Regions from separate parts of the Mus musculus genome. Here region 2 is linked to region 1. A link is a contact called in public HiChIP or PLAC-seq data. All regions are on one chromosome and are shown on one strand. Each heading gives the region's core, a stretch centred on a gene start, on an enhancer-like site or on the middle of the called end of the contact. The rest is flanking DNA. Distances are from core to core; before and after follow the strand shown. Region 1 overlaps 0610040J01Rik (RIKEN cDNA 0610040J01 gene). Region 2 overlaps Tbc1d1 (TBC1 domain family, member 1).

What was found. HiChIP or PLAC-seq counts read pairs in DNA pulled down with a chosen protein or histone mark.
Region 2: an H3K4me3 HiChIP or PLAC-seq map of bone marrow-derived macrophages shows a contact between it and region 1, with 4 times the contacts expected there. The contact joins two enhancer-like sites. A contact is called at or near these places in 3 of 115 datasets of contacts at active chromatin or transcription factors (bone marrow-derived macrophages, microglia and pancreatic cancer cells).

The regions. Positions count from the first base shown.
Region 1 is chr5:63,829,312-63,835,597 of GRCm38.p6, forward strand. The region is part of intron 1 of 0610040J01Rik (RIKEN cDNA 0610040J01 gene); the gene reads left to right. Among named protein-coding and RNA genes, the nearest start is that of 0610040J01Rik, 20 kb to the left of the region's middle. Within about 2 kb of position 1,945, at least 52 of the 459 cell types and tissues checked have an H3K27ac peak or open chromatin away from gene starts, as enhancers often do. A contact at or near this core is called in bone marrow-derived macrophages, where this site is marked.
Region 2 is chr5:64,220,968-64,228,111 of GRCm38.p6, forward strand. The region is part of intron 2 of Tbc1d1 (TBC1 domain family, member 1); the gene reads left to right. Among named protein-coding and RNA genes, the nearest start is that of Gm46913, 23 kb to the right of the region's middle. Within about 2 kb of position 3,999, at least 65 of the 459 cell types and tissues checked have an H3K27ac peak or open chromatin away from gene starts, as enhancers often do. A contact at or near this core is called in bone marrow-derived macrophages, where this site is marked.

The DNA of each region.
Region 1 (6,286 bases), core at 695-3,194:
AACAGAAAAAAAAAAAAAAAAAATTCCCCACGAGGTAATTTTCACTGTGAAGTTTAAGTTTGATGAGCCAAATAAAATGCAAAGTACACTTTTAGATGAGTTCATGGAAAAGTCTTTTGATATTTTAAATATTCATGGTTTTTAAGGTATTGTGTTAATGATTTAGTCTAGTATTGTGAATTATGATTTAAAATGTCATTGAGTGACTGATTCAGACTTTAAGCTTTTAAGATGTGATAATAAATGTTGACGTAATTTTACCGTTCAAGACTATGTTGAAATGTTTAAGAAAACTAAAGATTCCATGAGTTTGAATCTTTTGTGGGTTAAGCCCGGAGGAAGGGGTGCTTCACTGGTCTCAAATCTGAAATAATTAAAAGGAAAAAAATCAAAATCATTTGGTGAATACAGAGTTGATGGCGTCTTGCTACGTACATAACCCAAGCTGGCCTTAAACCCAGCCTGGCTGACTCAGTAACCCAAATGCTACAGTTACAATCCGGCACTCCCACGCCTACTTTGTAAATAGTCTAAAATGTCTGCTGTTGATTGGTGATTTGCCAAAGGATTTTTAGTGTATGCCAGGAAAGGCAGCATTTAGAAAGTTGAGGCAGGAGGATCCTGAGTTTGAAGCCAGAGCTATATACAGACTGAAACCCTGCCTTTAACAATTAAAACAACAACTGAAAAAAAAAAAAAAAAACTTAAATAACTACAAAAAATTTTAGGGGAGCTAAGAAACACTTCAAACTTTTTGTTATGACTTCTTACTTCCAAGTGTTGCTGTGCCCCAAAATGGGATAGGTCCTGCACCCCATGGGTCTTCCCAGTTTTCTAGCATCCTAACCCCCTCCTGTCAGTGTCCAAGTTTGCACTCACATAGCTCATATGCATATAACCCCCAATGCTTGTCCCTGGGCCAGCGCTCTCCACGGCCATCAATAATTCTTCTTGGCTACCTTCAAGGCAGAGCTACCTGCAGATCCCAGACCCTACCCGAATTCGCTCACCAGAAATTGAACCGACTGTGGCTGCTGTACTCTGATTCCTGATTCTGTGGATGATCTCTTGATCAAGTTATTGTTTTGTTTCTGTGGGTTGGTTTGGTTTGGTTTGGTTTGGTTTGGTTTGGGTTTGGGTTTGGGTTTGAGTTTTGGGGTTTGGGGTTTTGGAGTTGCTTTGTTGGGTTTTTATGTTTTGTTTCGGGTTAGTTTGGTTTTTGACCAGAAACAAGGGCCAGGACTCCTTATCTTTCTCTCCTCGGTTCCCATTACCTAATGATCAACAAATGAAATGAAACTCAAATAAAGTAGGATGTAACGTGAATATGAGTTTGAGAGTAAATGGCACTTCTATGTTGGAAGTGGCTATGGTTGTCTTTATCCTGAGAGCAATGGTTAGCACGTGAAAGCTGTGAGTGCCAGATACTTGGGTGGGAGTAGGTATTTGTACATTAACTTCATGGGAGGTCAAGCCAGTTGTTCAGGAAGACTAAATCCATGATGGAACAAATTCAGGGTCTCTGCGTTGCCAGAAGCGTCCTTGGTCTGTTCTTGTGTCCTGGCCTCACCTCAGAGGAACTGCTGTCATGTTAGGTCCCATTTCCTCTAACTGATGACTATCTTCTGGCAGAGGTACTACTGATGCCCCTCTGAAGAGCAAGTTATATTTAGGAACTCAGAAATTAAACATTTAGTCGATTTTTTTTTTCATTTCCTGATATAGAAGACCTTACTTCACATCCCCATACCAAACAAAACTCCAAAGCTCCATCATTTAAAAAATCAATACCATCACTCATTGGCAGAATCAGCCCTAACTTACCTAATTTACCTCCTCATATCCAGGGAAGAACCCTTCTGTATCAGCCCACAAACTGCTAACCCCAAGAAGGCTGTGTTTCAGCCAAGCTAGACGCAGAAATGTGCCCTTAGAGGAAGTACGACCACAAGAGCGTCTTTCAAGAGAGGGTGGAGAAATCCTTGTAGCATTTCCTCCTTCCCTCTTCTTTGTTTCAGTTCATAGAAACAATGGTCCCCTTTGCTTTTTCCCTGTTGAGTACAACAAACCTAGCTCAAAATTAATGAAAGTAGTAAAAACTAGATGCTATCTTATCGAAGTCCACCCACCCATATCTCCACCCACCCAGAGCAGTGGAGAAAAGGTTCTTTCGATATGGACTGACAAGTTCAAGCTAAAGATTGAGATAACAAGAATCCTTTGCTCAGAATAAACATTTTAGAATAATGAACAGTGTGGTATATGCATCTCATTTCTAAATTAAGTGGGCTCCCCTTTAAACTTGCTTATGTCTTAGAGTGTTTATGTAGGAGGAATTTTTGTATTCAGGAAATTACATATAAAATATACCATTCCCCACAAATTAGTTACTTAAAGGAGCAGTTATTTGCACTCTTCTAATTACTTGGGTCATGTATACAAATTGCAAATTGGAATGAGCCTAAATGATCTAAGATCTTACTGTAGGTACATTGCTGTGACTATGTTTCTAGAAAGGTGTTCCAGTGGGTAGAGACTTTTACTAAAGGTTTAACTACAGCATGCATGATTTCCAGAACTGCCTGTGATTGTTGCCAAAATTTAAAATGGCTATATTATTGCAAAATAGCCTTTCCTTAACTACAGGGCCAAAAAGAAAGTGCTGTTTTGCATGAGATGGAAAACCACCCCCAAGGCAAATAAAACACCTTTCTCAGGAGAAACTCACTTTGCTCTTGCAAGTGCAGGGACCAAAAGCCAAGGAAGTTTAGCAAATTCCCATTCAACTTGTCACCATAAAACTGAGGACAGTAAATGTTTGCATTTCCAAAGGGGAACGGGAACTGTTTATGAGAACCAACCAACTGGAGGTGGAACGTTCGTCTCAGGCCTCCTTTTCAGTTACTCCCTGGTCACAGACCTGACTCCTGGTTCTTCACTTCTCAATAGATAACTTATTGCTTGATGAGCTCACACAAAATAACATAACCATCAGCATCTTGAGCATCATTGTGTGTGGTACATTAAATTTACTCATTAGGGAGTGGGTACTGAGAGAGAGCTCACTCAGTAAAGTGGTTGCTGGGCAAGCACGAGGACCTAAATTCAATCTCAGGACCCACATGAAAAAGCCAGTCATGGTGGCACACACGTAAAATCCTGAGGCTGGGGAAGTAGAGAGCGGTGGATCCCTGAAGATTTGCTAACCAGCAAACCAAGCCTAGTTGGCAAACTCTAGGTCAGTGAGAGACACCTATCTCATGAAACAAGGGGTATGGATCCTGAGATATAATACCTGAGATTATCTTCCCGTTGTCATGCATGTATGCACCTGCACACATGAACACGCATACACATACATGTGAAAAAAAAATACCTAAATTGGTTCCATTCACTGTCTTATGTATGCGTGTATGCAGACGACACTGAAGCTCTGTAGGATTTCAGCCCCTCCCTGGGTTCGAATCTTAACTCTAGAGCTTCACTAACCTTCAAGTATTCATTTCCTTGTCTGTAAAATGGGAATAAGAATTGTGCTGAAAGCTGGGTGTGGTGGTTCATCCCCTTAGTCCCAGCATTATGGAGCCAGCCTGTTCTACTAGCTGGAGGGCTATACAGTGAGGGTTTCTCTCACAAAGGGAGTGTGGGGGTTTCTGAAAAGGAAAAGAACTGTGCTGTGTGGACACAGCCAGGGAGGCAGGTGGCCTAGAACATGAGAATCAGCGCAAGACTCTGACTTCTATAATTAAGATACAATTTTTTAAAATTAATGACATAAACTACCTCGTGAGAGCCACCCACCAGGATGGCTTCAAACAAAAATAATGTCAGTGATGAGTGTTGGTGCAAAAGGGGGAAAATAGGAGCTCCAGACTCAGCTGCTGGGAGTGGGAGAAGGTTTATCCATTTTGGAGAACAGTCATTTAAATATAGAATTATTATATTACCTAGCAATCCTATGTCCAGGTGCACACCTAAGAAAAGGAGGAACCTATGTCTACGTTGTAAACAGATGTTCATAGCAGCATTGCTCACTGATTGATGCCTAGGAAAGTAAAGAATAGACACAGATGTACAGCAGACTCTACGCCATAGAAAGGGATAAAACACTGATACATGTGACACTGTGGATAAGCCCTGGAAGCATTGAGCTAAGTGAAAGAAACCAGACAAGAAAAGCCATATTGTGCGAATCTGATTTAGATTGGTGACCTAGGAGTAGAGAATAGAAGGCTTAGGAGCTGATGGGTGAAGTGATGAATATCACCTTTGGAAGGCAGTGGAAGTGACCTGTGATTGGGTTTGTAGGTGGTTGAGTGTCTGCTTAGCATGCAAGAGGCTCCAGAGGCTCCAGAGGCTCCGGGTTCAATCCACAACACATAAACTGGGCAAGGTGACATACACCGTGATGTCAGCACCTAGGAGGATCAGAAGTTCAAGACCATCCTCAACTACATAGGGAGTTCAAAGCCATTTTGGATTACATTGTACCCCATATTTAAAGAGAGAGAGAGAGAGAGAGAGAGAGAGAGAGAGAGAGAGAGAGAGAGAGAGAGAGAGAAGAAACAGAAGGAATGAGGGGACGGGGTTAAGGGAAAATAAAATATGGGGTTGTAAACCTGACTCTGGTGGGGATTGTGAAATTGAATATAGAGTGGTTTAAAAGGTGGATGCACAAACCCTGGCATTACGGGAGTCACAGCCCAATACAACCATGAAAAACTACGCAATAAGCACTTCTTCTAACAAAAAGTCACCTTCTAAGCTTAATTGTTTTCCAGTCAGGCCAATAACTTTTAATCAGTTTACTTACTCCATTCCAGTCATGCCCCAGCTCCCGGGGCTGTGACCTCCCGCATGCCTTTGTTGAAGGATCTCTCTGGCCTGCAGAAGCAGTTTCACCAAGCGTGAAAATGAGAGCAACAACTCTGAACTTTAGGTTGTTGTTGTTGTTGTTGTTGTTGTTGTTGTTGTTTTGTGGGAGGATCCTCCTGATCACAAAACTAATATGTACACATCAGGAAAAAAGAAAGCATGAATTCAAAGCATGACCTGACAGACAGAAGTAATCCTCGGATCTATCATTCCAAGGCAGAAAATCTCATTTGGATCTTGGGGCTTGTGGAATTACGTTCTCACGCCAACTCTGAAATGAGCCCTGGCACTGAAAATCCCAACTTTCTTCAGATACTATTTTTTGAATGTGAGTTTGGTTTTTAGACAGGGCCCAGTCCCAAGTTTTCCTTGATCTTGCTGTGTAGACTAGGCTGGCCTCTGCCTCCCAAGTCCTGGGATTAAAGTCCTGTGAGCCACCCTCAAACCAAGCTTCTCTTTTAAAAGCACAGCCATTTTTAAAAAAGCACTCATTTTGTTTACAATACCATCAGTGGCCTCCCCTACCCTGACCCACTGTTGGCATGGCATTTTCTTCTTATGATCTTATTATTATCCAGTTCCAATTTCCCTCGCTTGGAGCTGGCTCACCTAGACTCACACTCTGCCAAGACAGCTCTGTGTCTGTCCTGCAGAGTCAGGGGAAGGGAGTCTATTCTTTGTTAAGGGAAAATGAATGGATTAGTTACTTGTCTTAATTCTGCCAGACTACGATTATATATGTGTATGTTTGTGAATACATATACATATACATTTTACATATGTATATAACATGTTTTATATGTATATTATATATGAGTATAATATGTGTATATATATGTGTGTATATATATGTATGTATATATATGTGTATATATATATATATACACACACACACACACACACACACACACACACACACATGGTTTCTACAGATAGTCTTTTTGTCAAGAAAACTAATTGAGAACACCTGCTATTGGTATCAGGAACCCAAGTGTATAATAAAAAACACCAAGAAATCTAATCTCCTTAATTGTCTCAAGTCATTCAACCTTTCCCAATTGAAACCATATAGACCACTTATTTTTATCACTGGTCATTCCTTCACTCAGAGGCATAATCTTTTCTCTGTGGTTATAGCTCTTTAAAAGGACATTCTAGAGATGCTTTTATTCCACACAGTAGCCGACATAGGTCGAACCCCAAATGCATCTAGGTTTGTCGTTTGCCAATACACATGGCTGGCCTTCCGTCCTGAAATCTGGGCCTTAGAGAGCGAATTGGATCATCTTTAGCCTCTGTGATGCAACAGTCGGAACTGTACCATCCACAGCAAAGGCAGGTATCTCAGAGCCTGACAGGACATCCCACAGCTCAGCTAAGGTGAACAGCTTCTCATTGCCTTTCAAGTCTT
Region 2 (7,144 bases), core at 2,749-5,248, 390 kb after region 1:
TGGCCTGGCTGCCTCCCCAGCAGTGTACCCCAGTTACTCGCTGTTTCTCCTGGCCATGAGCTTGTGGTCCATCTCCCCTCACGGCGCCTTCTTCTCTCTCCCCTTGTTCTCCCCCTTCTCCTCTTCTCACCCCACTCAACCAGGTAACTCAGAAGCCTACCTACCTCTAACCCCCTCCAGTAATTGGCTGTAGCCATTTTTATTTAACCGTTAGTTTTAAATTAAGGAACAAGGATTGCACAACAAAAGCTGGTAATCGTGAGAATCCACTTGTAGGCCCAGACCTTTGGGTACAGAACTTAGCACTACAGTACATAGCAACAGACCAAACCTCAACAGTTTAGGTACAGATGAAACGAAGTGAATTTTGTATTCATGCTTGAGTCCGTACACCCATACCCCAATCTAAAACACCTCTGATGACGGGTACCCTGCCTGTAGAAGGTGATAATCGCCTAAACGTATGTGCTCTGCCTCCAAATAAGTGCTCACCAGATTTTCTTCCCCTTTCCTTTAACCTCTCGGCTCTTCTGTCCCTGCTTTCGAAGCATCGTTGTCTTCGAAGCTGGCTCTGTTTTGCCACCTGGAGGCCCTGTTCTGACTCTTGAGAGACTTCAAATGTGAGTGTAGGTGTGTTCTGGAAAAGAAGTCAGGGTTGAGGAGAAGTGGTGGTTTCTAGAGTTAAAGGGAAAAACAAAACAAAACAAAACAAAACAGAAACAGAGCACAGTCTTGGTGGTAAATATAGCAACTCATAAAAACAGGAGACAAAAGCACCGAGAGAGACCCATCCAGGATTTGGATTTGACAGCTTGTTCTGTCCTGTTTTGCATATGTCTGTAACACGTATCTGAATGCAGGGCCTTTGACTCATTTGTTTTCCCTACAATTTAAACTCGATCATCCTTGGAGCAGGAGTGATAGCTTTGTGGTTAAGAGTGTTTGGTGTGCAACATGAGGGCTGGAGTACAGATTCTATCACTCACATAAGATCTGGGTGTGGTCCTGTGTACACCTGTTATCCTGCATTGAAGGGGGCAAAGACCGGACTGATGGATGGAGGGAAGGTAGCTGTGGCTCGCTGGCTGCCAAAAAAGCACAAGCTCACTGAGAGCCTCTGCCTCAAAGGAACAGGTGGAGAGTGATAGAGGAGGTACCCCACATCTTCCTCCCATCTCTGCAGGTACACACAGATGTGCGCAGATGCGAGCATCTGCTGAGCATCACCACAGCTCAGTGCATTCTAGGTGTCATCTCATTCATGCCCAAAGCCACCCTTAACGGCAGGTGCTATCCCGATAAAGGCTCTAGGACTTGACTTGCTAAGGTCGTTCAGCCATCACCATACAAAGTGAGTGTAGAACTGAGAGACGTGACTCATGTAGTAGGAAAGTTTGCTTCACAAACCTTTACAACCAACCTTGCTCTCTAATTCCAAAATACTTCATCACTGCAAAGAGAAACCCAGCACTCATTAGCAGTCTCCCCATCATACCCCCAACCCCTGCTCAAACCCTGCCCTGGTGTTGTCTGACAAGATTTTTCTTGGGGAGGGACAATGCCCACATCTACTCGCCCTGGGTGGGGAACCCATAGCCAAGCAAAGTATGGATACCACCAAAAGTCCAAATTGATGAACTAATGGCTTTTATTGGGGTTGCTTACTGGAATGTGGATGAGGGGTTCCTTACAGGGACAGAAATGACTCAAAGACATCTATATCGGGGCTGGTGAGATGGCTCAGTGGGTAAGAGCACCCGACTGCTCTTCCGAAGGTCTGAAGTTCAAATCCCAGCAACCACATGGTGGCTCACAACCACCTGTAATGAGATCTGATGCCCTCTTCAGGTGTGTCTGAAGACAGCTACAGTGTACTTACATATAATTAATAAAAACAAAACAAAACAAAACAAAAAAGACATCTATATCACCAAAGCCCCATCCCCTAACATGGTGACAGCTCACAAAATCTGGGAACCTGGAACAAATTACAGCCTGCAAGCAGCTCAACAGGTTAGAGGCTGTTCTTTCCAGGGACCTCAGCTGATCTGTTTCAGATAACTCGTCTGCTCTCTGCTTCTTCCAACCCAGGCAGCAGGTCTGGTCTCAGAGTCTTCTTTGCAGCTTTTCTGGTCTGAGAGTGACTGACTGCAATCTTGATCATTTACATTGGGAGAGAGGGGCCTAGTGAATCTTATTGGTTTCAGGGACTTCCTGAAGCTATTTTGAGTTGTTTACTTTCTGGCTTAAGAAGCTTCAATCTAGGAAGAAACTGCTAGAGATCTGGGTAACCACTGACCCACTTTCTCTCTATACATACCTGCTTTGGACATTTCATATAAATGCAACCACACTAAATGTAGTCTTTTGTGACTAGTTTATGTCAATATTGCCTAAGTCTACCCATGTTGTGCATAATATTCCTTCGAATGCATCTTGCTTAGATTGAACTGCAGGACATTAAGTTGCTAATATGTGCCTTTTAAAAACTGCTGTACAGTAAGTGACATTCATGATTCACGGGCAGGTTTTTGTATAGTCATCTGGTTTCCATTCATACACAGGCATTTACAGTCCTGGGGTTTGTCTTAGTCAGTGTTCTATTGGTTCAAAGAGACACTATGACCATAGCAACTCTTATAAAAGAAAGCATTTAGGGCTGGAGAGATGGCTCAGGGGTTAAGAGCACTTACTGCTCTTCCAAAGGTCCTGAGTTCAAATCCCAACCATATGGTGGCTCACAACCATCCATAATGAGATCTGATGCCCTTTTCTGTTGCATCTGAAGACAACTACAGTGTACTTAGATACAATAAATAAATCTTTAAAAAAGAAAGAAAAGAACAGAAAGCATTCAAATTGGGCTTGCTTAAATTGCAGAGGTTAAGTCCGTCATCAACAAGGCAAGGACCATGGCAGCATGCAGGCAGATACGTGGCTGGAGAAGTGAATGAAGGTTATACATTTGGATTTCCAGGCATCAGGAAGAGAAAGTGAGACTCTGGACCTGGCTTCAGCTTTTGAAACCTCAAAGCTCACCCCCAGTGACATTCTTCCTCCAACAAGGCCACACCTCCTAATCCTTCTCAAATAGTTGAACTCTCTGATGACCAAACATTCACATATAGGAGTGTGGCAGTGGACAGCATTCTTATTCAAACCACCACAGAGTTTTTCTGTACTTGCTATTACCCTTAGGAAATATTTTTTTAAAAATTGTTTTAAAGATATTATTTTATGTCCGTGTTCCTGCTTGTCTGTATTTGCACCACATGTGTGCAGGTGCCTGAGATGTCCAGAAGAGGGTGTCAGATCGTCTGAAACTTGAGTTACATGCAATACCCATTTGGATACTGGGAACAGAACCCAGGTCCTCTGGAAGAGCAGTCAGTGCTCTTAACCACAGAGCCAGCCTTTCAGTCCCACATATTTTTTTTTTTCTAGAAACAAACTTTTTTGACTAGAAGAGATAACACTCAAGTTGCCATTTTGCTAAATCAATGCTCACCTCTCCTCTCCTCCCCTCCTGCCCCCTCCTTTCATCTCCTACCCCACCTTCCCACTCCATGTGGGCCATCTCCTCCAAACCTGTCCTGTCTAGTTCTGGAAAGCCCACTCCCCCACTTTTATTCTTACCTTCTGAACAGTGCCTGACGTTTGTTTTCAAGCCCAGAAGGCCATTCTGTCTCTGCAGCCTGCAGTCCTCATCCTCTTGTGAGCGTGCCTGGAAGCCTTACCTTTTTCTTGGCATTTTACTCTCTGGTCCCAGTTTGCACTTCCTGGCTTTTATCCTCCTTGAGGGCAGGATTGAGGTCTGACTCACTGTCTCTATTCCCTGCGAAGATTCCCTTGCCTTTCACTGTAGGTACCAATGAATATTCATATGTGTGAACAGAATAAGTTCCCTGGCTAGTTGCCAAGTGGTTCTGATTCACTGGAAACCCTACTGAATTTCCTTGTACAATTAGTCTTACAATGGTCCTATTTTTAACCAGGTCTTGTGGTGAGGAAGGAGCTGGGGAGTGAGGTCATGCTTTCTTATGCTCTTTACCCTCCCAGGCCTCCTCCTCCTCCTCCTCCTCCTTTGGGTTGGAGGCATGCAGCCTTCTGCCATCTTTTCCTGAATACGCAGACCATTTCCAGTCCTTGCTCCTTGAGCTCTCGAGTTAACCAATGGCACCGCAGGAAATCGAAAAGTTCCACTGAACGCATAGCAAACAGCCCACAGAGTGGGAGAGACATCTTTGCCATTTATATACTTCTGACGTGGGCTTGGGATGGACAGCTTGCAGAGAGCCACAGAAATCAAACACCAAGGGCAGAACTTGGCAGAAAAGCTGGGCAGGAGTGTCTAGGCTTGTCTGTGGGGTATGGTCAGGCATGACAGGAGCAAACGTCTTCCGTTCTGAAGCCTGCCTTCTTTTCATGTCTCAGGAAGACTGATAAGGTGGTCCATCTGACCATCCTTTGGAACCACCTTGCGTTTTCTGGACGGACACTGTCAACCAGGGCTATTTGATTAGTCTGTTGCCCACAGCACAACTTTCCTGTATTAGTGACTGTGTCCCTAATACAGACAAGACACCTGACCAGATCAACTTAGGAAGGAAGGAAGGAAGAAAGGAAGGAAGGAAGGAAGGGTGGGTCTGTTTTTGACCAGATGGAGGAAGGAGGGCAGCCAGAATGTGAGGTGGCAGGTCACATCGCATGCACAGTCAGGAAGCTGATAAAAGCTGACACTCAGGTGGCTTCCTCTAGTTTCTTCAGTTTGGGACCCTAGCTCATGGGATGGATGGTCCAAACCTACATTTAAGGTGGCTACATTTAAGGTCCCAGCTCAGTTCATCTACTGAAACTTCCTAATAGATGTGCCCAGAGGTGGGTCCCTCAGGTGATTCTAGGTCCTATCAAGTCAGTAATTCCTACCCACTCCCTCCCCTTCTTATAGAACGTGGAAGTGACTCTCAATCCTAATAGATCACTTACTAAAATATGCATATGATGCATCTCATAAATCTTATCCAAGCTTTAAGCAAACCTAGAAGTCAACATCAATAATAATCTCTCTTCTCCAGCCAAATTCAGTTGCCTGGCAACTGACTGGATGGAGTGTGCTAATGTCAGAGCACGTGTTCTCTTGAGACGCATTTCCTATCTATTCGTTCCTTACTGTTTCCCTCATGGCTCTCCCAGGACCTGTATAACTCACCTTCCCTTTACAGTTTCTAAAAATTTGATCTTGGTCTGAGAGCAACCAAGCTACCTGTTCTCCCCCACCTCTAGGACACGTGACTTGACAGCTAGACAGCTGAGGACCACCAGCGTCCTGGAGCAATGAGTTCTGGCTGCATTCAGATCACCTGGGAGCTGCTATACTTAACTGCAGCCTGTGATTGCTGCCTATAGAATTCCACGAAGGTGTGGGATACATATTCTCCAGTAGGCATATTTGGGGGGTCAGGGGGATGTATGTTTTTCAAATGAGAGGGAAGGTGGCATTTTAAGGGAAATTGCTGTATTTGTGGGATGTTACTATTTTACTTTTAGTGAAGTTCCAGACGGTAACAGAGAATTTCTTTGTGCAGTGTGGTTGGTTTGTTGCATGTTGCCAGTAAACTAAAAGAGAGTGGGGGGTGGGAGGGAGAGGGGAAGGACTTTTCATGTGTATTTCTCAAAATGCTTGGTGTTAACATGCCACACGTCCCTATCAAATCCACTCAATGTGAAAGCCCCTGCTTTCCCATGAAAGAAGTATTCTGTGTGCTCCTGGCCCAGGCCAAGAGACCTGGCTCAGAGGGAGGCCTTTGAGTATATGAACTTAAGGCAAGTTCAGACTGGAGTGTGCCCGAGCCTGTACCCTGGATGCACATACGTAAACATGAGTCCGGGATTAAACAATGAAGGCTTCCTGTCTGTTATTTCACCTGTCTGTACACTTTCTCCTCGTAACTCTTACAAGTCAGAGTTTGGTCATATCTCCCTACCCTGCACTCTCTCTCTCTCTCTCTCTCTCTCTCTCTCTTAAAGAAATGCTAGGGTTTTAATTACAAAGCTCTTGGTATATTACCTAGGTTGGCCTCAAACTCAGGAAGTCTCCAGCTTCAGCCTCCCGAGTAGCTGGGAATACAGGCATGTGTCAGCACACCTGGTGTAATATTTAACTCCTTATTCTCTAGAATGCTATGTAAACTCTCTTTAGCAGCCTCATCTTCTTTGGCAGAAAACTTAGTCCCAGGCACTTCCGTTTTCCTTAGACAACTCTAGGGTATCCTCTTCCATTTTCCAGAGTGGCTTTGGGACGCTGGGAAGTTCTGGAGTGATGGCAGGCAATGACATCGAGCGAAGTCCAGCTTTTCTCCTTTGGTCCTTTTCAACTGTCGACTCACATCGAGACTCCCCAGTGTGCCCCCCGCCCCCAGCCCATACTTCCCACCATCCAGAACTCACTTGAACTATTTCCTCAAGACTCTGTTGGTTCATAATTCATTCACAATATACTTTAAAGACCAGTGCTCATGTGTAAACTAGTCACTGGATGTGTCTAAGAAAAAGACAAGTTGTCCATTTTCCTCTGCCCTCAAAGGAGTGGGGATTTTGTTCTTCTAGTGGACAAGCAGCTGACATTGCTGTAGAGGGAACTGGCTGAATGTTCTCTAACCCAATTCCGTTTGGAGCTGTGTACGTGGCTGTGTCCAATACAAAAGAGTAGAAACTCAGTCCTTTAGATACCCTGCCTCCAATCAGAAGCCAGCTTGCAGCCCTAGGTTGGTTATCTGTTTTGGTTTTGTTTTAGAGTCGGGGGTCTTTATAGAGTTCAGACTGGCCTGGGATTCAGGATCCTGCCTCAGCCTCCAGACTGGCGGGATAACAAATGTGTGCCCCCTCCCAACTTCTAGAAATTAAGTTTCCCACACCTGCCTCCTCAGGTCCACTTAATTTGGTGCAACTCGGGGAAACACCAGCTATTAACAGATGATTCTTTATAGCAGTGGCTCTCAACCGTCCTAACGCTGTGACCCTTTCATATAGTTCCTTATGTTGTGGTGACCTTCCCCTAACCATAACATTATTTCCGTTGCTACTTCATAACTGTAATTTTGCTTCTGTTATGAATCACAGTGTAAATATCTGATGTACAGGATAT